Linked DNA regions of Sus scrofa: regions 1, 2 and 4 are each linked to region 3. The links are chromatin contacts, called in public Hi-C and HiChIP or PLAC-seq maps. All regions are on one chromosome and are shown on one strand. Each heading gives the region's core, a stretch centred on a gene start, on an enhancer-like site or on the middle of the called end of the contact. The rest is flanking DNA. Distances are from core to core; before and after follow the strand shown. Region 1 overlaps LOC106507279 (a long non-coding RNA gene). Region 2 overlaps LOC106507279 (a long non-coding RNA gene). Region 3 overlaps PDE3B (cGMP-inhibited 3',5'-cyclic phosphodiesterase B). Region 4 holds the start of PSMA1 (proteasome subunit alpha type-1).

What was found. A called contact is a pair of places that touch in the nucleus more often than the background predicts. HiChIP or PLAC-seq counts read pairs in DNA pulled down with a chosen protein or histone mark.
Region 1: an H3K27ac HiChIP or PLAC-seq map of alveolar macrophages shows a contact between it and region 3. The contact joins two enhancer-like sites. A contact is called at or near these places in 1 of 47 Hi-C or Micro-C datasets (blood) and 1 of 2 datasets of contacts at active chromatin or transcription factors (alveolar macrophages).
Region 2: a Hi-C map of liver shows a contact between it and region 3, with 5 times the contacts expected there. The contact joins two enhancer-like sites. A contact is called at or near these places in 3 of 47 Hi-C or Micro-C datasets (blood and liver) and 1 of 2 datasets of contacts at active chromatin or transcription factors (alveolar macrophages).
Region 4: a contact with region 3 is called in an H3K27ac HiChIP or PLAC-seq map of alveolar macrophages. The contact joins the promoter of PSMA1 here to the enhancer-like site in region 3. A contact is called at or near these places in 4 of 5 promoter capture datasets (fetal liver, fetal skeletal muscle, liver and 1 more), 28 of 47 Hi-C or Micro-C datasets (alveolar macrophages, blood, embryonic fibroblasts and 13 more) and 2 of 2 datasets of contacts at active chromatin or transcription factors (alveolar macrophages and skeletal muscle).

The regions. Positions count from the first base shown.
Region 1 is chr2:44,682,528-44,688,169 of Sscrofa11.1, reverse strand. It overlaps LOC106507279 (a long non-coding RNA gene), which reads left to right. Exons shown (of 7, transcript XR_001303160.2): 4 at 270-314; 5 at 2,665-2,761. Among named protein-coding and RNA genes, the nearest start is that of PSMA1, 55 kb to the left of the region's middle. Within about 2 kb of position 3,194, at least 12 of the 83 cell types and tissues checked have an H3K27ac peak or open chromatin away from gene starts, as enhancers often do. A contact at or near this core is called in alveolar macrophages, where this site is marked.
Region 2 is chr2:44,663,676-44,668,789 of Sscrofa11.1, reverse strand. It overlaps LOC106507279 (a long non-coding RNA gene), which reads left to right. Exons shown (of 7, transcript XR_001303160.2): 6 at 5,003-5,037. Among named protein-coding and RNA genes, the nearest start is that of PDE3B, 52 kb to the right of the region's middle. Within about 2 kb of position 2,634, at least 19 of the 83 cell types and tissues checked have an H3K27ac peak or open chromatin away from gene starts, as enhancers often do. A contact at or near this core is called in liver, where this site is marked.
Region 3 is chr2:44,502,768-44,508,333 of Sscrofa11.1, reverse strand. All of the region lies in intron 1 of PDE3B (cGMP-inhibited 3',5'-cyclic phosphodiesterase B), which reads left to right. Among named protein-coding and RNA genes, the nearest start is that of PDE3B, 110 kb to the left of the region's middle. Within about 2 kb of position 2,788, at least 18 of the 83 cell types and tissues checked have an H3K27ac peak or open chromatin away from gene starts, as enhancers often do. A contact at or near this core is called in alveolar macrophages, liver and retroperitoneal adipose tissue, where this site is marked.
Region 4 is chr2:44,738,587-44,743,878 of Sscrofa11.1, reverse strand. It overlaps PSMA1 (proteasome subunit alpha type-1), which reads right to left and starts at 3,777. Exons shown (of 10, transcript XM_003122965.4): 1 at 3,641-3,777; 2 at 1,815-1,859; 3 at 1,154-1,255; 4 at 664-767. The coding sequence starts at 3,643. LOC106507279 (a long non-coding RNA gene) reads left to right here and starts at 3,850. Exons shown (of 7, transcript XR_001303160.2): 1 at 3,850-4,503.

The DNA.
Region 1 (5,642 bases), core at 1,945-4,444, 180 kb before region 3:
CACCTTAGTTTTTGTCTATTGATTGTAACAACTATTTTAAAATCTGTTTTTGTTTCTTGTTGACCATTGTGGAAATGAGGACTTGCCCAGTGTGAGAAGGGATACTTAGCAGAGATGGACTTGCCTCGCTTGTTTGCTTTCACATGTTTGTGTCTCTTGTGGACAGTGTTTGAGTAGTGCCTGGCACTTGTGAACCATGCAAGTGGTGTAACTTTACCATTTTCCTCTATGAATAAGCCAAGTTAATTGATCTATACTCTATTTTTCAGGAGAACTCAGACTAATACACCCAGTTAACATCTTGCAAAATTAAGGTACAGTATCACAACCAAGATATTGGTATTGATATAGAACATTTTCATTACCTCAAGGATCCCTCTTTCATAACTGTACTCACCTCCCTGCCATTCTCCTTACCTCAGCCCAGGCTCTTACCCAGCAACCATCAATTTGTTCTCCATTTCTGTAATTTTGTCATTTCAGGAATGTTCCATGGGGAGTTCTCGCTGTGGTATAGTGGGTTAAGAATCCACCTGCAATGGCTCAGGTCCTGCAGAGGTGCAGTTTTGATCCCTGGCCCAGCACAGTGCATTAAAGGATCCGGTGTTGCTATAGCTGTGATGTAGGTTGTGCCCGTGGCTCAGATTCAGTCCCTGGCCTGGGGGACTGAATTGATTTCTGTTCTTTGTTATTTCCTTCCTTTTGCTTTAGGCTTATATTGCTCTTTTTCTAGATTCTTGTATAGGAGCTTAAATTAAGGATCACAGACTTTTCCTCTTTTCTAATATGCCATGGGTACAGCCAAAAAAAAAAAAAAAAAAGAATGTTCTACAAATGGTATCATACAATAACTTTTTGAGTTTTCTCACTCAGCATAATTCTCTGGAGATTGATTTATCCAGATTTTGCATGTATCAGTTCACCAGTTGAAGTACATCTGTATTGTTTCCAACTTTTGGTTATTGCTATAAACATTCATGTGCAGATTTTTGTGAACATAAGGTATCTCTGGTATAAAAGCCTGGGACTGCAGTTGTGTGATTTCTGGGTGGTATGGTGGTTGCACGTTAGTTCTTATAGAAACTATCAAAGTGTTTTCCAGAGTTCCTTTTTATAGTCCCATCCACGATGTATGAGTGGTCTGGTTTCTCTGCATCCTTACTAGCATTTGGTGTTACTTTTTATTTTAGTTATATTAATAGGTAAGTAGTAAATTTCCTTAATGGGTCTATTTCCTTGAATTGTGCTATTCAAATGATCTATATCATATTGGATAGATTGTGCTAGTTTGTGCTTTTCAAGGAACTGGTCCATTTCATCTAAGTTGTCAAATTTATGTGTACAGAGCTATTCTTAGTATTCCTTTCAAATTCATTGATTTCTGTTCTTTGTTATTTCCTTCCTTTTGCTTTAGGCTTATATTGCTCTTTTTCTAGATTCTTGTATAGGAGCTTAAATTAAGGATCACAGACTTTTCCTCTTTTCTAATATGCATACTTAGTTCTATACATTTCACTGAAAGAGATATTTTATGTTGTGTAGAAAAGTCTTAGTGTACCTGCCATGTTTATAGCTCCCTACTGAGGAATTCAATTCAATTCAGCAAATATTTATGGAGTGCTTGGGCCAAGCACCATTCTAAATCCTTAGTACACATCAGGGAACAAAATAGACAAAGGTCTCTGTCTTTGTGGCGCTTACATTCTAGCAGGAAGAGATAGGCAATAAATAATAGGTGTAATTTACACAGAATGTTAGAAAGTGATAAGTCCAGGAACACAAAGTACGGCAGCGTAAGAGGGAATGGGTATGTGGGGAACTGTAGTGTCTCCTGCTGCAGAACTTACGGTTCTGCATTTAATACTACAGTTGTAGTGTTGAATAGTTTGTTCAGGCAGGCCTTGTGGAGAAGGTGAGATCTGAGTAAAGATCTAAAAGAATTGGTCAAGCCAGTAACTGTATAAAGTGTGCTTCAGGACAGACGGGGCAGCTAGAGCAAGGGCCGTGTGGTGGGGGCATGCGTGGACTAGAGGAAAAGCAAAGAGGCAGGTGGGGCTGAAGTGGAGTGAGTAAGGGGGAAAGTGGTAGAGATGAGGTCAAGGTATACTGGAGGCTAGGTCTTTAGCTCTTTCTCTGAGTGAAATCGGGAGCCTTTGCAGTACTTGAAGCAAAGGAATGATATGAACTGATTCGGGTGTTAAAAGAATCACTCTGGCTACTATTAGCTGTATTTTCACTACTTCTCATTTGCATTGTGTAGAAGCAAGTGACCTCTTAGCAGGCTACTGAAGCAAAGCAAGTAAGAAGAGTATGGTTTTGAGCAAAGTGGTAGCAGCGGGAATGGTGAGAAAGCGATTACATTCTAAACATCTTTTGAAAGTAGAACTAATAGGATTTTTTCATAGATTGGACTTGGGGTGATAGGAAAAGATAGCATCTGAATAATCAGCTTGATATAAAACTTTAAACTTAGTTTGACCACACTTAATGCCATATGCACTCCTCTAACCCCCACAACCTGGCCTAACTTGTTGGACAGTGGCAGGCACTTACCTGGGAGCAGCTGGTCAATAGTTGGATATTAGCCTTTAATGGTATCCTGGCATGACAGTTTTGCACAGATAAATAGCAATTAACTGTACCAATGATTTTTTTTTCTTTCAGGAATCAGAACTGGAGAGAATAAATCATCAGTGCCATCATCATCAGTGAGAGCAGAAGCTGAAAGACTTGGAGAGAAGTCAGTGTTGAGACTTCATGAGTAAGTAGAAACTAGAAATAAGCAAGAGCTCTGAGCAAACAAAACCCATGAGGCAGCAAAAAGATAAACAGAGTAATGACAGAAGTGATAGAAGATAACTAAGAAAGCATCAGATTCTCAGGAAATAGAGTCAGTGGCCCTGCCTGGGTCACAGGCCAACCCTGGAGCCTGACATACAGTAAGCTCCTCTGTTACCACAAGTGGGAGTGTGTAGCAGACAGGCAAAAATGACTGGTGTGCACCAGCCAGGTGGAGTCAGGCTGGAGTCAGCTCCACGGAAACCAGAACCACACGAGTCAAAATTATGAGGGTGCAAGGAAGCCAGAAAAATCTGAGGAAACCTGTCTGCTGAGAGAGGTAGAAACATATAGCATATGCTCAGAAACGAGCAGAGCTGGGGGGTGATGCAACCATGTGACAGATGGAACTACAGCTAATCTTCCTGTTTCAGTCTCATCCCAGGGTGTCCTCTCTGTGCTGATTCTTGCACTTTAGTGCCCCCAGAGAGTGCCTTTTGTTCATAGATCTCCTTTTCTTTTTTCTTTTTTTAAATTGAGTATAGTTGATTTACCCATATTATGTTAGTTTCAGGTGTACAATTAGTGGTTCAATATTTTTATACATTATACTCCATCTAAAGTTATTACAAAGTAATGGCTATATTTTCTTGTGTTATACAATATATCCTTGTTGTTCATTTGCTTTACACATAGTAGTTGGTATCTTTTACTCCTCTACCCCACTTGTAACTACTAGTTTGTTCTCTATATCTGGGAGTCTGTTTCTGTTTTGTTGTATTCATTTGTTTTACTTTTTAGGTTCCACAAATAAGTGACAACATATGGTATTTGTCTTTGTCTGACTTATTTCACTAAGCATATTACCCTGTGGGTCCACCCACACTGTTGCAAATGGCAGTGTTTTATTCTTTTTAAGACTAATATTCCATTTTATATACATGCCACATCTTATGTATCATTCATCTGTTGATGGTCACTTAGGTTGCTTTCCTCAGACTACCTCTTTTTCTACTTGAGCTTGTGTAGGTAGTTTTTGATTTATGCTCCAGGAATAAAGAAGGCACATTTTGTCGGAAGTCTCTTGGTATCTACTTATCTCTCAGGATTGAGCATGGCAGACAAGGTACAAAAAGTGAAAATGCAAGTATGTGGTATAAAGAGGCACTAACTAGAATCATGTGGTGCATTGTGCATACTTTCATTTAATCTGTATTGTGAGGGAGGTACCATCACCGAGGTCGACCAGAGGGTAAGTACAGTCCATCCTCACTATCTGTGGATTCCGTATTTGCAAATTTGCCTACTCACTAAAATTTATTTGTAACCCCAAATCACTACTCTCAGCACTTTAGTTATTCACAGACAGTGCAGAGCAGTGAAAAAACATGAGTTGTCCTAGGTGCATATTCCCAGCTGAAGCAAACAAGACAACTGCTCTCCCTTCTTGTTTCAGATTACACTGTAAACAAGTTTTCCTTTTTTTTTTTTTTTTTTTTTTGTCTTTTTTCCTTTTCTAGGGCCACTCCTGAGGCATATGGAGGTTCCCAGGCTAGGGGTCTAATCGGAGCTGTAGCCTACGCCAGAGCCACAGTAACTCAGGATCCAAGCTACGTCTGCAACCCACACCACAGCTCACAGAAATGCCGGATCCTTAACCCACTGAGCAAGGCCAGGTATTGAACTCGCAACCTCATGGTTCCTAGTCGGATTCGTTAATCACTGGGCCACGATGGGAACTCCAAGTTTTCCTTTTGTAGTGTGCTTGTTAGACGAGCTTTTTTCAGGTGTGAGTTATAGTGCTGTTGACTGTGAGTTCAATGTTAGCAGGTCAATAATATATTTTAAATAAGGTGTCTTCGAATAGAAACACATAAGACAAAGTTGTGTATTGATTGTTTAATGAATATGTTGTGACTGGAGGCTTGCAGGAACCTAGCCCTGTATTTTTCCTATAAGTAGTAGTTCAGTGTTTGCTAATTCAGTGTTTGCAGAGACTTCATAGAACATAACTACTATGAAAACAAGAATCAGCTGTGACATGTACAGGATCAAATAATTTGTGGAAGAGTTGGTGCCTGCCTCCAAAACCTTCCCTCTGATACTGTACACCTGAGCTCATTCCATCCCACCAGTTACCTTTCAGAAGACAAAGAAAAGCTCCTCAGCTCAGCTTCCAGTGCTCCTTACACTGTATGATGTTGCCTTCCTTAGAACTTGTTGCCTCATTGGGAAATGAACAGGTGGGAAACAACTGTGAAAAATGTAAGATCATCCACCTTAGGGCTGGGATTGTAATCACAGCGAATTTGTCATCACTCATATGGCACTTCAATATATGTGGCAGACATGGCTACTCTATCACAGCCCCTGTTCCTGCTTGCACCCAAATGAAGTGTCCCGATCTTTCTAAAATACAGGACTCTAGGCAGTTACTACCAGTCAATTAGAGGTGGCATCTCAGATGAAACTTTATCTTTCTTGCATGATGACCTGTGTCCTTATAAGATACAGCATTCACTTGGAGGATCTGAGTTGCCAGACTTAAGGAATTTTAGAGTTTATGAAAATGTTACATTCTCTTTCAAAGCCTAGATCCTTATGGCAGCTCTGAGTGTCTGGCTGACTTTGCTTTGGGAGGGCTTCCTGGAATCTTTTACACGAGACTTTGCTTCTGACAGATTCATCTTGATGGGCGCATCCTTCTTGTTCATCTCTCTGTTGCCTATGCCTAGAACACTGTCAGAGAGTTGGTGCTCAATGGTTTTCTTGAAAGAATGCCTGGGCTCCAAGACTGACATCTGTCTTCCCCAGGGAGAAAAAACTCTAATGCAGGCAGTGACAGAATGGAAAGAAGCAGAAGT
Region 2 (5,114 bases), core at 1,385-3,884, 160 kb before region 3:
AGCTGGACTCTACCCATTTTTTTAAGATTTCTCTCTCAAAAATCATCATTGCCACACCAAAATTCTTGCTATTTCCCAGACAAGTCATGTCCTTTATTGCGTTTCTAGCCTTGAACAAACTGTTCCATCCGCTTGGAATGCTCTTGTCTCTTCTCTGCCGGGGAATTCCTGTTGGCACCTCAAGACCAGTTTTCCTTGTCACCTCATCCACAGTTTTTCATTAATGAGCTTCCTCACTCCCTCCCATGAGTTGGCATCTCCCTCTAATGTGATTCCAAGTCAGTCCATTCATGAGAACTATTGACCTTGTCTCCCATCCAACCTCCTTCCAATACTTAGCTTTTAGAAAGAACTGTGTCATATTCATCCCTAAATCCTCAGTGCCTAGTAGGTGCTCAATAAATATTTGCTGAAAAAATCCGGAAGGACAGGGTCAACCTGGCTTCAAGTCTGAGATACTTGTTTTGGCGATACTTGACCAATTGGACAAGTTACTTTAACTTCTTAGTGCATGAATTTCCTCTTTGGTATAATGGGTGTAATGGTAATAGTGCACACCTCCCAAGGTTGCTTGTAGGCTACAATGGGTTACATAAGCCCTTAATAAGAGTGCTCAATAAGCATATCTATTATTATAACTATTAAGAGGCAAATATGAAAAATTGTAATGTGAGTGATGGATGTGTTAACTAACCTTATTGTGGTAATCATTTCACAATAGATAACATGTATCAAATCAGGTTGTATAATTTAAACTTATACAATGTTATATGTCAATTACATCTCAATACAGTTGCTGGCGGGAAGAGGCAAATGCAATAAAAAACCATCTTCTGAACTGAAATAATAGGTTTTTTCCCTAGCACAGTGGGACCTGTATTAGTCAAGACTCAATCAGTTGCACATGACAAAAACCCAGCTCATACTAGCTTAAGCGAAAAAGAGAGCTTAATCGACCTGTCTATCTGAAAAGCCCGGGATTCTGTTTACCAGCTTCAATATAGCTGGTTTCAGGGGCAAAAAGTGACCTTATGAGAATTTGGCTTATTTTTAATCTCTCAGCTCTGCTTTCAGCTATGCTACTTTTATTCTCAGGTAGTTTCCTTTTGTAGAAGCAAAACTGTAATGTCAAACTTTCACTCCTGCAACTTAACAACTGTGGCAGAGATCCAGTGAAAAGTCTGGCCCCAATTTTCTCTCTGTCTCTCTTTCTCTCTCTCTCTCTCTCTTTTTTTTTTTTTTTCTTTGCTCTTCAGTGCTGCACCTGTGGCATATGGAAGTTCCCAGGCTGGGGATTGAATTGGAGCTGCAGCTGCCAGCCTACACCACAGCCACAGCAATGCAGGTGTTTTCAACCTACACCACAGCTCAGCAACAATGCCAGATCCCCAACCCACTGAGTGAGGCCAGGATGGAACTAGAATCCTCATGGATACTAATCAGATCCATTTCTGCTGCACAGTAGAAACTCTTGGCTCTGATTCTCATTGGCCCAAATTGGATCACATGCTCATTCCAAAACCAGTCATTTCCTCTCTTTTTGGCTAGGTCTGGGTTCCATGCTTCCCACCTAGTGAGTAGTAGGGACTTTTCACAAAAGCAAATTAAGATGTGATGACCAGTAGAAAAGCAAGGGACGCTCACAGAGACAGATTAGGGTTTTGTGGGGCCTGAAGCCTTATAATATTTGGCCTCTCATTAATAAAAATAATAGAGAATTACAAATTTAAAAATAAATATGCAAATGAATTTTGTTTAGAATGAGAAATTCACAACAAATTACTGAAATCTTGGAGATTTGGTTCTTTTCTGCTAAGGTCTGTTTAGGCAATTTACCAGAAATGCTTATATTTAAAGTCTTCTTGATTGTAACGTGCCTTCCTCTCCTTATCTGGAACAATCTGTAACTCCTAGAGCCTCCCAGCACTTACAAGGACCAGACCCATGCAAGTGAAAGGCTCTGTAGTTTCCCAATAAATCTGCCTCTGGACCCAGAGCAAGGGGGAAAAAACAACAACAACAGATGTCTATTTCTTAATAGCAAATTCCTTGTTTTAAACAATGGACATATATTCAAATAATTCTGCTCAGGCCACCACGTCTGGGGAACCTTGGTTCTTGGCAGAACAAGTGATCATCATTTTGTACTTTGTGGCACTGGCCAAACCCAGCTGGATTTTTGCTACACTGATTTTAACAGCTCTACACTCACGTAATTCAGTGCTTTAAAAGGCCATGTTTTATTTGGCACTGATGCCTTCAACAAACTTACAGGGACCGTTGGCCCCAGGAGTCAAAGCTGAACCTGTCCTGCCACAGCTCTTGGCCATGTCCTAATGTCATCTTCCTTCTTCTTGTCTACTTGTTCTTGTGCCTCTTCCTTCTCTTCCTCCTCCTTTTCCTCCACTTTTTCTTCTTGCTTCTCCTTTTCTGCCCTGATTGTTTTGATAGCTCTTTGAGTTCAGACAGTACATCACACATGAGGCCCAAATTATGAGCAAATTCCACTGACGTCAGGCCATTTGTCCATCCAGCGAACTTGGCTCGTTTTTTGGCATCTCTAAGCTGTGTCCATTGGAGACGCAGACAAGTGCCTTCAGGGCAACAGAGGCACTCCAGATGGTACTGTTCAGATAGGCTCCCCAGCACACTGCCTCCCATCTGGGCCAGCGCTCTGAATGCCATAGGCTACTCTCGGCACATCCCCACAGCTGCTGTTGACTCTTGGAAGGAGCGCAGCAAACATACTGTGACTTATCAGGGGAAACCTGCAGATGATTAACTCTGGGCCCATTATACGCTGCCTTTCCACCCAAGTGGACTCCAGGCTGGGGGTAAAAGCAGGGTAGGAGAGAGGGTAGACAGAGTGGAACACTGGGAGTTTGGCAGCAATTGTAAATGTTTTCCTCAGTAAAGGAGACACATCAATAGGAGAAAAAAAAAGAAAACATTCATAAAGAGAAAAACGTGGGTTCAGGTCCTTGCTGTTTCACATATTACCTGTGGGAGCTTGATAGATTGTGGTGGGTATCTGCCAAGCATTCTTTCCCACACTTCTGCTTCTGGAAACAGCAGCCTCTTTCCCTCAGGGCTCTCCTTTCTTGCTCCATATGGCCTCAGAGCTCTGTCTGTTAGGAGTAACCCCCAACCCCTCCTTTCTCCTACCCCTCAGTGATATTACCCAGTGGGGCCAATTTCAGTGTCACAGGGCCCTGGATATAGCAAATAAATACATAAGTTATGCCAGCTCCTTGTAATCTTTCCTTGAAAGTTTTCAAAATTTCTAAATTGGATCAAAGCAATATAAGAATATTAATACACCTTACAATTCTAGGAGTTACCATTATGGTGCAGCAGAAATGAATCTGACTAGGAACCATGAGATTACAGGTTTGATCCCTGGCCTCACTCAGTGGGTTAAGGATCTGGCGTTGCCGTGAGCTGTGGTGTAGGTTGCGGACATGGCTCAGATCTGGCGTTTCTGTGGCTGTGGCGTAGGCCAGCAGCTGTAGCTCCGATTAGACCCTTAGCCTGGGAACCTCCATATGCCGCAAGTGCATCCCTAAAAATTAAAAAAAAGAGTGTGTATATATATATATATAACATATTATATATATAATATATATAAATATATTATAATATATATAATATATATAACATTATATGTACATATATACATATATATGTATATATTATACATAATATATTTTACACACACACACACACACACACACACACACACATACACCTTACAATTCCAAAATGAAGGAGAAAGGAAAATAGCTGTCACTCTAGCTGGGAGGAATGGAGATATCCAAAGTTAAAAATCTTGGAGTTCTCTTATGGCACAGCCAGTTAAGGATCCGGTATTATCACTGCAACGGATTGGGTTGCTGCTATGGTACAGGTTCAGTCCCTGTCCTGGGAACTTTCATATGCTGTGGGCACAGCCAAAAAAAAAAAAGCTATGGCTCTGCTTTTCTGAATCACTGCCATAGCTACATGGAGGCAATGTGGGATTACATATATGTGAATTTTCCTGGCAGCTGAAGGTTATCCTTTCAAGGGTAAAAGAGCCTCTTTTTTTTTTTTTTTTTCTTTTTGCCATATTATTCACAGAGTTTGCTAAAATGTTATATACACTTCCCTTTTAAAATGGGTCATACCACATTTAACCTCTTCTGGATGGCTTACAGTCATCAAAATGAGCATCAATTAATAGGCTGTGTGATAATGTGTTTTGGGTTTTTGTTGTTGTTGTTGTTGTTTTAAGATTGTCCCACCCTGCATTTCCTAACTCCTTCCTGCTCACCCAAGCACCACAGGGCAAGCTCCCCCAAAGAATGAGCCTCATTCATAGTCAAAGCTCTGATTCTCTTCCTGTCTTGCACACCCCTTCCTGATGTGTTCTTGCATTCCTCTGGCTCCTGAACTTCTGTTTGCTTCCTGCTTTTAGTCCAGCCGTTTCCCCTTAGATCTCACCTGTGATACAGCTGCTCTGTGACTGACCTTTGGTCTTCTTCCTCATATGCCATTCTGCCTCTGCCCTTGAGCCCTGTTCTGCCTCCAGCTGGCACTTGTACTGAGCCAGGCTAGGGTCCCATGACAAGGGATCAGATGTTAGTGTTCCTGACGCCTTTCACATGGTTAAATGCACTGGGATCATTTACTGCAGAGACAAACAACCTTACACGCCACCATAACCCCTCGAGTAAGACTTAAAATAGCTGGGAGTGGAAGAAGGGTTACAGAAGATATTTGTACTACAGCAGAAGGCCTACTGTGATTGGGCAGTGCAGACAGCAGTTCTCTGGGGAGCGTCAATGACCATTTTTACTGGTTAATTGGGTTATAAATGCTTGTCAAATTTCCAAGCCTGACAGCTTAGGCTCCATCACTGGCCCCTAACTTACCCAGGACTAGCTTTCTCTTGTCCTCCCCCTGCTGACACAAGAACCCAGGGTTACCCAGGTTATAACCTTTTCTCTTTCTGCTTCAACAGACTCACCTCTTCATCTCCATAAAAATGATTTAAAGGTGAGTTAGTAAAACATGACAGTCTATGTATATACATGTTGAACATGAATCTTATACTTCCCAAGGTTAAAGGGAGC
Region 3 (5,566 bases), core at 1,539-4,038:
GAGTCAAGTTTGTAGCATATTCCTGTGATTGAGGTGAGAAACCTTTTGTTCTCTTTTGGTCTTGTTCATAAATGGTGGTTCGAATTCTAGAATATTTATTAGGAAATTCCTCACGCAATCCTGATTTGTTCACATGTTTCACATTTGTAAGATCTTTTAAATATTAGCTATTATTATTTAAAATCTTGCTTAAATTGTACTGAAAATTATATAGCAACTTAAAAAGAAAACATTATTCACAGTAGGAGGAAGAGAGAGGTTATATGTTTAGAGTCCCATTTCTTTTTTTTTTTTTCCAGTTACTTTTGATACATTCTCCCCAGAATATGTATCCCTTTATTTATTTTTTTTAAGGTCTCCACCTGTGGCATATGGAAGTTCCCAGACTAGGGGTCGAATCGGAGCTGCGGCTGCCAGCCACAGCAATGCCAGATCCAACCCCTGCCTGCAACCTACACCATAGCTCATGGCAAATCTAGATCCTTAGCGCACTGAGCGGGGCCAGGGATCGAACCTGCACCCTCATGGGTACCAGCTGGGTTCATTACTGCTGAGCCACAATGGGAACTCCCCAGAATATGTATCTTTTGGTGGGAATGTAGAGTCCATGTCAGGGATATAGATAAAATTTTGCTCAATCATAAGCTAGAGAAACCGGTTGGGACATGTGCCATGTTACATATCCAGGAAGGACACAGGAGGTCTAGAAGAGAAGCAGGCAGATGAAAACTTGAAAACATCTGGAGGGAACAAGAGATTTAAGAATACTGGTAAAATAGAGGCTCTTCCATATTATATTTGGAAAATGACAGTCTCTGCTTGAATTCCCTTTAGCACAATTAGACCATGATGTTTATAACAATTTTAAAATTTTAAAATGAGTCTGAAAAATATTAGGGTTAGGAAAAAAAGTAGGGAGTTCCCGTTGTGGCTCAGTGGTTAACGAATCCGACTAGGAACCATGATGTTGCCGGTTCAATCCCTGGCCTTGCTCAGTGGGTTAAGGATCTGGCGTTGCTGTGAGCTGTGGTGTAGGTCGCAGACATGGCTTGGATCCCGCGTTGCTGGTGTAGGCTGGCAGCTACAGCTCCCATTAGACTCCTAGCCTGGGAACCTCCATATGCCGAGGGAGCGGCCCTAGAAAACGCAAGAAGACCAAAAAAAAAAGAAAGTATGTGTTTTACTCAATTTCAGAACATCGAATGATAAAAACAAAAGTCTCATGCTGTCAATAGAATATGGAGATTAATTGGTATTTTTACAGGTTAAAGTTCTACCTATTTCAAATAATAAGTGACCTCAGTACTCTCATATATTGCTCCACTCAACTTATATTTGTCCCTTGTCCCTTTAAATATTGTTATTTCTGGTTTTGTACACTTAACAGGAAAAAAACCTTACATGTATATTTTACGTGCTACTTTATTATCAGTATGGGTTTAGAAAAATCCTTTTCGGAGTTGACTGGCATGTTGAAGGACCAGCAAAATAAACCAGAATAGCTAAGAGAGAATTACAGGAGAGGAATTGGAAACAAAAAGTAACCATCACTCTTTTGAGGAATTTTGCTATAAATGGGAGCAGAGAATTGGAAACGGCTGGGTGTGAGTATGATCATGAGAACGTGTGTGAGAGATGTGAGGAACTACAGTATATTTATAGTCTAATGGGAATGATTTAGTAGCAAGAAAAAAGAATGATGAAGTAAGGAAGAGGGAGAAAATTGCTTGTGAAATATCCTCAGATAGAATCCAGGGGATTGGATCTAGTGCCATTGACTAGACCTGGTGAAGTTCATCTGTAGTAACAGAATGAAATGCAGGGAGTGTGGGATGGGGGTATCGGAAGGCAGTTTGATAATTTGATGACTTTTTTTTAACTTATGAGTTTTGGAAAGAAAGGTCTCATCAAAAGTTAAAATAATTATCCTTTCAGCATAGTAATAGAAAGGGGATAAAATTGGAGGGTTATAAATCTAAATTCAAATTCTAGCTCTGTGATTTATTAGCTGACATCTGACAGAAGAACTTGGTTAACAATGACCCTGTATTACTCAGGGGTTCAGGGAGAAATAGAATTCATTCCAAGGTGGTTCCAATAAAAAGATTTTAATGATGAATCCACTTTGAGCGAGTGAGCAGGGTTAATAGGATAGACAAGAGGTGGCTAGGCAACTAGAGACAAGTAACTATGGAAAGCTATTATCTCACCTGAGGCTGAAGGAACAAGGGTGGAAATGGTGTTTCCAGAGTCACAGCTGAAGTTGTGAAGGGAAGACCATCTGCTAAGAGCTGTAGTCATGGAGGAACTACAGTTATTACCAGAGACACAGGTGTGTAGGCAGAGGCAGCAGAGAAAAAATAACCTTCATCTCTCTCTCCTCCCAAACTCATTTCCTGCTGTCATCATCTCTCAATCTGAGCGGAAATCAGCTGCATGGGAGCTCAGGAGATGCAGAGCATAGGGGTCTGTCTCCCCAGAGAGCACAGGAAGGCAAAGAATGGATCTGGAAGGCAAATGCAGAATAATTAATATAATCACTAAGCCTCAACTTCTCCATACATAAAAGGGGTTACTTGCAAAACTTGTGATTTTACATGGCTGCCAAGCACCTGCTGTATTACTAGCACATAGTGCTGTTGATAATAATAGTAGTAAATGATAATTATAAGATGATGTAGCATAATGGTTAAGAATCCTTAAGGCTTTGGAATGAGGCAGATCTGAATTTAATTTCTGTCCCTGCCACTTACTAGTCATGTGACCCTGGGCAGCTTACTTCACCTTTTTTAGTCTCTGTTGTGTCATTTGCAAAATGAGGAAATAAGGCTTACCACAAAGAATTCTAGTAAAGATTAAAGAGGACATTAGGTATTAGGAATCTAACAGTGCTGGTGCATAGCTTGCAGTCTAAGCCACCACAGCTGTAATCATATATTTTGATTGATTAGTAAGAATAGTAAATGAAATTAGTTTCTAAGTAATGCTAGTCTCCACCCACTCTCCCCCCCCCTTTTTTTCCCCTGCTTCTCAGTTTTTCTGGCTGGGGCCCTTCTGTGTCATGCAAGGGTCAGGGTTACTATCTTTGTACTTTCAACTAGTAGAAAGTACCATTTTGGTTAGTTTAGCTTTTTGACTGTCCATTTATTTTGTATTTTTGGTTTATATTCAATAAACAGAGTTAAATGGGCCTAAGGTGGAAGGCATAAAAATAGAAAAAGTTGTTAGTGCTAAAATTCAATCAGTTTCATTAGCCTAGATTTATACATGAAGCTCAAGTAAAATATCAACAAGAAACACGAGAATAAAGGATGCTTTAACAGTTAATTCAGAGTTATACCATAATGGCTAATCTTTCAAATTTCACATAAATATCACAGTTCTGTAAGCTTGACTTGAGGACACATATATGTTTTTCCTTTTGGCTACATGGGGAACAATGAAATAAAACCTCATTGACGTAATTGAACCTGATAACATCTCCTGGTTGTGCTGCTGATGTTTCACTGTGGTATTGGTGGTTTTGTAGAGCTCTGTGAAGCATGTTGGACTTATAAACATATTCAAACAGAAACTTTTATCAGGATTCAACTTTTTAACCACAAAGAAAAGCTGAATTTATATAAAGGCACAGTCTTGGGTTTACTTTATCATGTCAACTAAAAGAATTTTTTAATAGTATGCACCTGGTATGTTATTTATGATAAAATGCTATTTTTAAAATTATCTTGAACAGGTAACTACAGTGTGTGAAAATATATAATAATTTTCAATAACTGTATTATACTTGAGTTTAGATGGAAACAAATATAATATTTAGAGCCCCTAAAAATAGCCATTAAAATTTCATACTTTTGTTAAATCTTATAATAGAACCATGATTTGAGAACATATCATCGTCACCGTAACTTCTTGCTTTACTGTTATTCAAAGTTTAGCCATGTTTCAATTATTTATTTATTCTTATATTTAAATTATAAGATCTACTTTGGCATTGGGATTGAACTTTAGATGCCTACATTTTAATGGACTTGGGAACAGTTTACATACAAAGCATATACTATATACTTGGAAATAAAATTTTAAAAGGGCTATACATTATATAGGAAGAATGAGGCTTCTACTGATGTTTCTTAAACTTTTTTTTTTTTTTTTTTTGGTCTTTTCAGGGCCACAGCCATGGCATATGGAAGTTCCCAGGCTAGGGGTCGAATCAGCGCTGTAACCACCAGCCTACGCCACTGCCACAGCAATGTGGGATCTGAGCCGAATCTGCAACCTACTCTGCACCTTGCAGCAACACCAGATCCTTAACCCACTGAGTGAGGCCAGGGATCAAACCCACATCCTCATGGATATTAGTTGGGTTCTTAACCTGCTGAGCCACAATGGTAACTCCTTAAACTTTTAATATCCATGCACTATCCACTATGTATTCACTGTAAGTGGCATGCACTACCAATATTAGATAAATATATTAAAATGATTCATAATTTTTAAAAACTAAAAAAATTACATTACCAGTGAACATTGTTTGCAATAGTAAAAGCATTCTGTTTTAGCTCACTGATGTAAAGAGGTATGTGTTGTAGGTTCATTCTGTATCTAACCAAATTCTTTCCTTTTTTCTATTTCTCTTCAATTGGAAAAATCCAAGCAAAACTATAACCTACAATGGAAAGCAGCAAGTGTTTTTTTGACTGTTGGTTCTGAATACTCTAATTCAACAAGGACCCTGGAATCAGAAAGAGATTTCTTTCAAGACTGTGTCAGTTGCTAAGTAATGGGCATTGTCATACTTAAAAACTTGAGAAATAGTTCTTTGCATTTTATTGAAGAAAAACTTCTATTTACTATTTGCAGGTTTATTTGTACTCCATTTTCCCACAGCACGCTGAAAAGATGTACATACACTCTGTGGCCCAAAATTGAGTGCCTGTGTGTTATGCTCTTTCTTTAAAACTGAAATCATGCCCAGCATGTATGTTTTAACCACCAAGCTGTTTTCTGTGACTAAAGCAGTGGTAGATCTATAGTTAAGAGGTAATCTCATTGTTTAGTAAGTCTTTTTCTTACTGAACAGTTAACTGATTCTTTCAGAATTGATTGCAGCACATTTTTCAAGTCTCTCTCATAGTTCACAGAATAATCATTAAATAGGAAAAAATCATATTTTGTAGTATGAGTTTACACATAAAAATTTGTCTGCTATCTTTTGTTGTCTGTATTACACATAAACCAAGAGCTGATTTGGATTCATCATATGAGTGCATTTGCCTGCCAGTAAAGTGAAATATCTGCCATGTACACATATGATAATAATTACTCTGTTACCTTTTATGCCTTTTCAGTTCTGTGATGTCCCAAGGTGTCATGTAATAAATACGTTTTGGAAATTATTTGGTCTGGTTTCTCTACCAGCATAATGTTTGTTATCTGTGTGACTAGTTTTACAAGTCTCTCAGCAATAGTTTGTCTTTTGTGTATGCTTTTCCTATGAAAGGCACAGACTCTGAATGGTGCCTCTATAGTTTTTGTCTCCTCTGTTTTAGGGACAGAAATCTTG
Region 4 (5,292 bases), core at 2,528-5,027, 230 kb before region 3:
AGCCTGGGAACCTCCATATGCCATGGATTCGGCCCTAAAAAGTCAATAAAAACAATAAACAAATAAATAAAAGTGGAAACTAAAGTCTGTGTGATTCCAAAATGTCAGTTCTTCATTTACATAATGCCTCTCAAATAGAAATAATCTCTATCTGGTCCCATACAGAAGTATACCTGTTACTCTCCACTTTCTTCTGTGTATTAGACATAGAACTGATTCTAATTTCCTAGAAGATGAGATCTATATCTCATTCACTTTTTACACCCTGCAGCATCCAGTACTGAGCTTTGCAAAAAATAAACATCAAATAAATACTGGTGTATTAGAGAAAGCAAAGGTGGTTCATCTGATCCTCGCAAACCCAACAAAAGTGTCAAGCTCTTCTCAGACATAATATCAAACACTATACACTGAGTTAACAAGTATCACATCATTGAATGACTTCTCAAAGGCATTAATATTAGTATGGCTAATTCTATTAGTTACTACACAGAGGATCAAGAAATGGGATACTGAGTAACTGAGCCCAACTTCACTAAGGTATACACAATCTTCTAAACATTCTGGCAGAATAGAATACCTGTAAAACATCTGGATCTTTTCTAGAATATAATCAATTATGAATCAAGAGATGTTTCCTTTGTTTTTCATGATCATACTCACCATAACAGTCTAGCATCGGCAGTAAGTCCCGCAATTGAGATACCGATATGGTTATCAACATGGAGGATTTTTTTCTGATGAGCTGCAAGTTCTGATTGTGCCCTCTAAATAGACATTATTTAAGACAGAAAAACAAGTTTATAATTTATTATCTACATAGTGAGACTTACATTTGATAGTTGGGTTTTTTGTTGTTTTTTGTTTTGCTTTTTAGGGCCACACCTGCAGCATATAGAAGTTCCATGCTAGGGGCTGAATTGGAGCTGCAGCTGCTGGCCTACACCACAGCCACAGCATCAAAGGATCCTAGTTGTGTCTGTGACCTACACCTCAGCTCACAGCAATGCCGGATCCTTGACCCACTAAGTGAGGCTAGGGATCGAACCCACATCCTCATAGATACTAGTTGGATTTGTTACCGCTGAGCCACAATGGGAACTCCCAGTAGCTCTTTTTTAAAAGAGGAAGATATATTTATTGCTTTACTTACCTTCAATGCAACCAGCACTGCATGGGTTTTTGATTTCAGACCAACTGTTGCTGAACCTTGTTTGACGGCTTCCATTGCATATTCAATTTGATGAATCCTGCCCTAAAAAGGAAAAAAACCCAATACACCTTAGAGTCATTGTACAAGACCCTTTCATGGATTTAAAATTAACTTAGAGGGGACGGGGGAGGGAGTAGGATGGACTGGGAGTGTGGGGTTAGTAGATGCAAACTGTTACATTTAGAATGGATAAGCAATGACATCCTACTATATAGCACAGGAAACTATATCCAACCTCTTGGGACAGAACACAATGGAAGTAATACAAGAAAAAGAATGTGTATATATATATATGGATGATTGGGTCACTTTGCTGTACTGCAGAAATTAGTACAACGTTGTAAAACAACTATATTTTTAAACAATTATATTTTTTAAAAATGACATAAATATCCCCATATGATCAAATGCAGAAAAAAAATTAACTCAGAGATCCCAAATTTCAGGTAAGAATAGCTAAACCTCAAACGATGTTCTTTAAAACTAGGAAACTTACAGGAATGTCTAAAATGATTATATTTTCTCACAGCATACTATCCAAAACATTTTTAAGTTGCAGCCACCAAAAGCAACTTTGTAGAAACAGTATAAAACATTTTACCTGAGGGCTCCAAACAGTGACATCATTGTCATACTGGTTGCGAAACTGAAAGTAAATGAAAAAAAATCTGTTAATACAAGAACATTACAAAACCCAAATCTTAACAAGCTCTATCACTCAAAAATGTTTTCTGGAGTTCCCATCGTGGCTCATTGGTAACAAACCCAACGAGTATCCATCAGGACAAGGGTTTGATTCCTGGCCTTGCTCAATGGATTAAGGATCTGGCATTGACATGAGCTGTGGCATAGGTCAGATTCCAGCTGCTGCTCTGACTGGACCCCTATGGAACTTCCATATGCCTTGGGTGCAGCCCTAAAAAGCAAAAAAAAAGAAAATAATAATAATAATAATTTTCTAGTCTATTTCCATCCAACATTAATGAAAGGTTGTTACTGCAACCTCATTGGAAGATTTCTACTGTACTTAGTTGCAAGCCAATTTTACATTTACAAGGAGCTTGTGAGGGAGGGGAGAGCAGAGCCAGATGGGACCTATCTTCCCAAATTCCAATTCTACCACTGTCCATTGCACTGCCTTTGAGTTCAGTCAATTACTAAAGTTCCTATGTGTCCACTCTCCTTTCTATCTTTGGCTTATTCTCTTCCCTGATACCAAGACCTAATACGATCAAAAGCATTCCTTTTCCTTGGAGTGCCTGTCGTGGCTCAGTTGTTAACGAATCCAACTAGGAACCATGAGGTTGCGGGTTCCATTCCTGGCCTTGCTCAGTGGGATAAGGATCTGGCGCCTCTGTGAGTTGTGGTGTAGGTCGCAGACGAGGCTCGGATCCTGCGTTGCTGTGGCTCTAGCGTAGACCGGGGCTACAGCTCCGATTAGATTAGACCCCTGGCCTGGGAACCTCCACATGCCGCGGATTCCGCCCTAGAAAATGCAAAAAGACAAAAAAAAAAAAAAAAAAAAAAAGCATTCCTTTTCCTTAAATACCTCAAATGTCTACCTCTTGAAGCCTTCTCCATCTTTCCTCCCCAAATCCCAACACATACTCCTACCATTCCTTTATCTACACCTTTTTTTTCGACCTTATATTACGATTAGGGACGTGTCTGATTTATCTTTGAACCTTCACTGTAGTTAAAACAGTGCATTTAAAACATTGTTATAGAATGAGTACACACAAGAATGTCCCCAGAAAGTCAGAAGTGGACACAAATAGCCACAGAGACGGACCCATTACAGCTTTAAAGACAGCTTAAAATGAGTCTGCCAGCACAGTACTTGGGAGCCCAATCATTAGGGTGAGAAGGCTGACTGCTGGAATGGTAGACATAGGACTGGAAGCTCTGAGCCCTATATTGTAACCCTTATTCTATCACTTCTATCAGCTTCAGTTTACTCTTTCATAAAAATACTTAACTGGATAAGTGACTGAAAAAAGGCCTTTTCTGATTGAGCTCTAAAAGAGAATTGAGCTCTCAACTCTGCTATTGGCTATACAGGGAGATTCCAAAAGTCAAATCCCAATTTTTCCTTTCTCTCACACAGAGCACTAGGGGCCCCTCTGGACCGCTCGGAATCTACTCGACTGAAGGAAACTGAGGGGCGAACTCGGCTAGCAGACCGAGGAGGTATTGTTCAAGGCCGGATGGAAAGCGAAACAAACCCAGGGGAAAGGCCGCACCGACTACCGACTTCCCCTGTGCCGGCCAGGCCAGAGATGCTGAATCACTCCAGAACCCCCCATCGGCTGAGGTTCCCATGTCCCATAGCCCCGGCCCGCTCTAAGAGTGACAGAGAGATCACTCGCCAACCCCCAGCCAGCGGGCCTGTGCCCCAACCCTGTTTGAGCTCGGAATCCAACGCACCATGGTTCCGGCGAGAGCCTAGTCACGGCCTCCGGTAAACCTGCAGATCAAGGAGCGCTGCCGAAACTACCGCTCGGCGATCTGCAGAGAAGTCTGCGGGACTATGCGTCGGCGCAGGGTAGAGCAGTCTATTCTAGAGATAGCGATAGGCTTCCGGCGCTTCCCCGCCCTCAAAGCTCTCCGCCCGCTCGGGAGTGGGCGGGGCCTGGGAAATCTGAGAAACTCACATTGGCGGGAAAATTTGGGCCAGGAACGCCCGCGGGAGCTAATAGTCGCTGGGTGGCCACTATCAAGTCGCCTTTCTTGGATCCTCAGAGAAGTTACCTGTGAGCTGTAGATTCCTGTCAGTTTCTCACCGGCCCGGCCGGATGCACCCGAGATTCCTGGTGTACTGCTCAGCCTCTCATTCAGCGTCCACAGAGATTTGTGGTGTTGGGTAGCGAGAAGAACAGGACTGCAAAAAAAGACCACAAATAATGGTCCATTTCTTCGTGTCAACGGTACTCTTCCTGGAGTATCTTGTTTCTGGACATGATTTTCTTTCTACTTTGGAATCCTTTTCCTTACTCCTTATTTTCCAGGCGTTGTTGTCACTGATCACTATCATTATTATCAGACTTTAAACTTTTTGAGGGCATTAATGTCTTTGCCGTCAAAACCAAGCACGATGCCTGAAAGAATAGGCAACTGAGGGACATCTTCTTCCGAAATAGGTATTTTCCTTTTTGCGAACATCTTTTAGTAAATTCTCAGAGAAAATAGTTTAGGATAGCTCTACAAACAGCTGCCAACCTAAAATTTACTGACTGCCAATGATGAGTTCTTTTCTTTACGAAGAAGAAAGGATGAGTACCTAGACTCAGGTAAGAGTTGAAAGGGGTCTTTAAGGATCTAAGCTTTGTCAATGAAGAGACTCAGCTCCCTTAAATGATTTGTTCAAGTTAGAGCAAGTTGGTATCGCACTTTAAAAACCTTGTCACATGTATTTTGGACACTTTTTTATATTAAAATTTTTCTAGGTTAAACAAGATTCCCGATATTCTGCATTGTGAACATATGATATTTTATTTACCGAAACCCCCATTGTTTAATATTTAAGTTTAATATTTAAGCCCTCTCCTGGAGCTCCCTGTCTGGCTCAGGGGGTTAAGGATCCACATTGTCCTCGTGAGGATGCGGGTTAGATCCTTGGCCTTCTCAGTGGGTTAAGGATTTGGCGTTATTGAGAGCTGCGCTATAGTCCCGCAGCTGCAGCTCCGGCTGGACCCCTAGCCTGGGAACTTCCATATGCCACAGGTGCAGCCCTAAAAAAAACCAAAATTATCCCTCTCCCAAGAAATTCATTTATGAGCTGCTTGATATATTTTTTTATGTGTACATCTATACTCCTTTAGAATAAATTCCTGAAAATCAAAGGATTTAGTGAAATGGCTATTTCTAAGAATTTTATTAAAAGTGTTACAAAAACCAAACAAACAAACAAAAAAAGGAGTTCCCTGGTGGCTCAGCAGGTTAGGGACCTAAAGTTTTCTGGTTACTGCTGTGGCACAGGTTCAGTCCCTGGCCCATGAACTTCTGTATGCAGGCACAGCCAAAAAAAAACAAACAAAACCAAAAGTGCTAAATTGCTTTCCGGAAATATTTTACCAAAA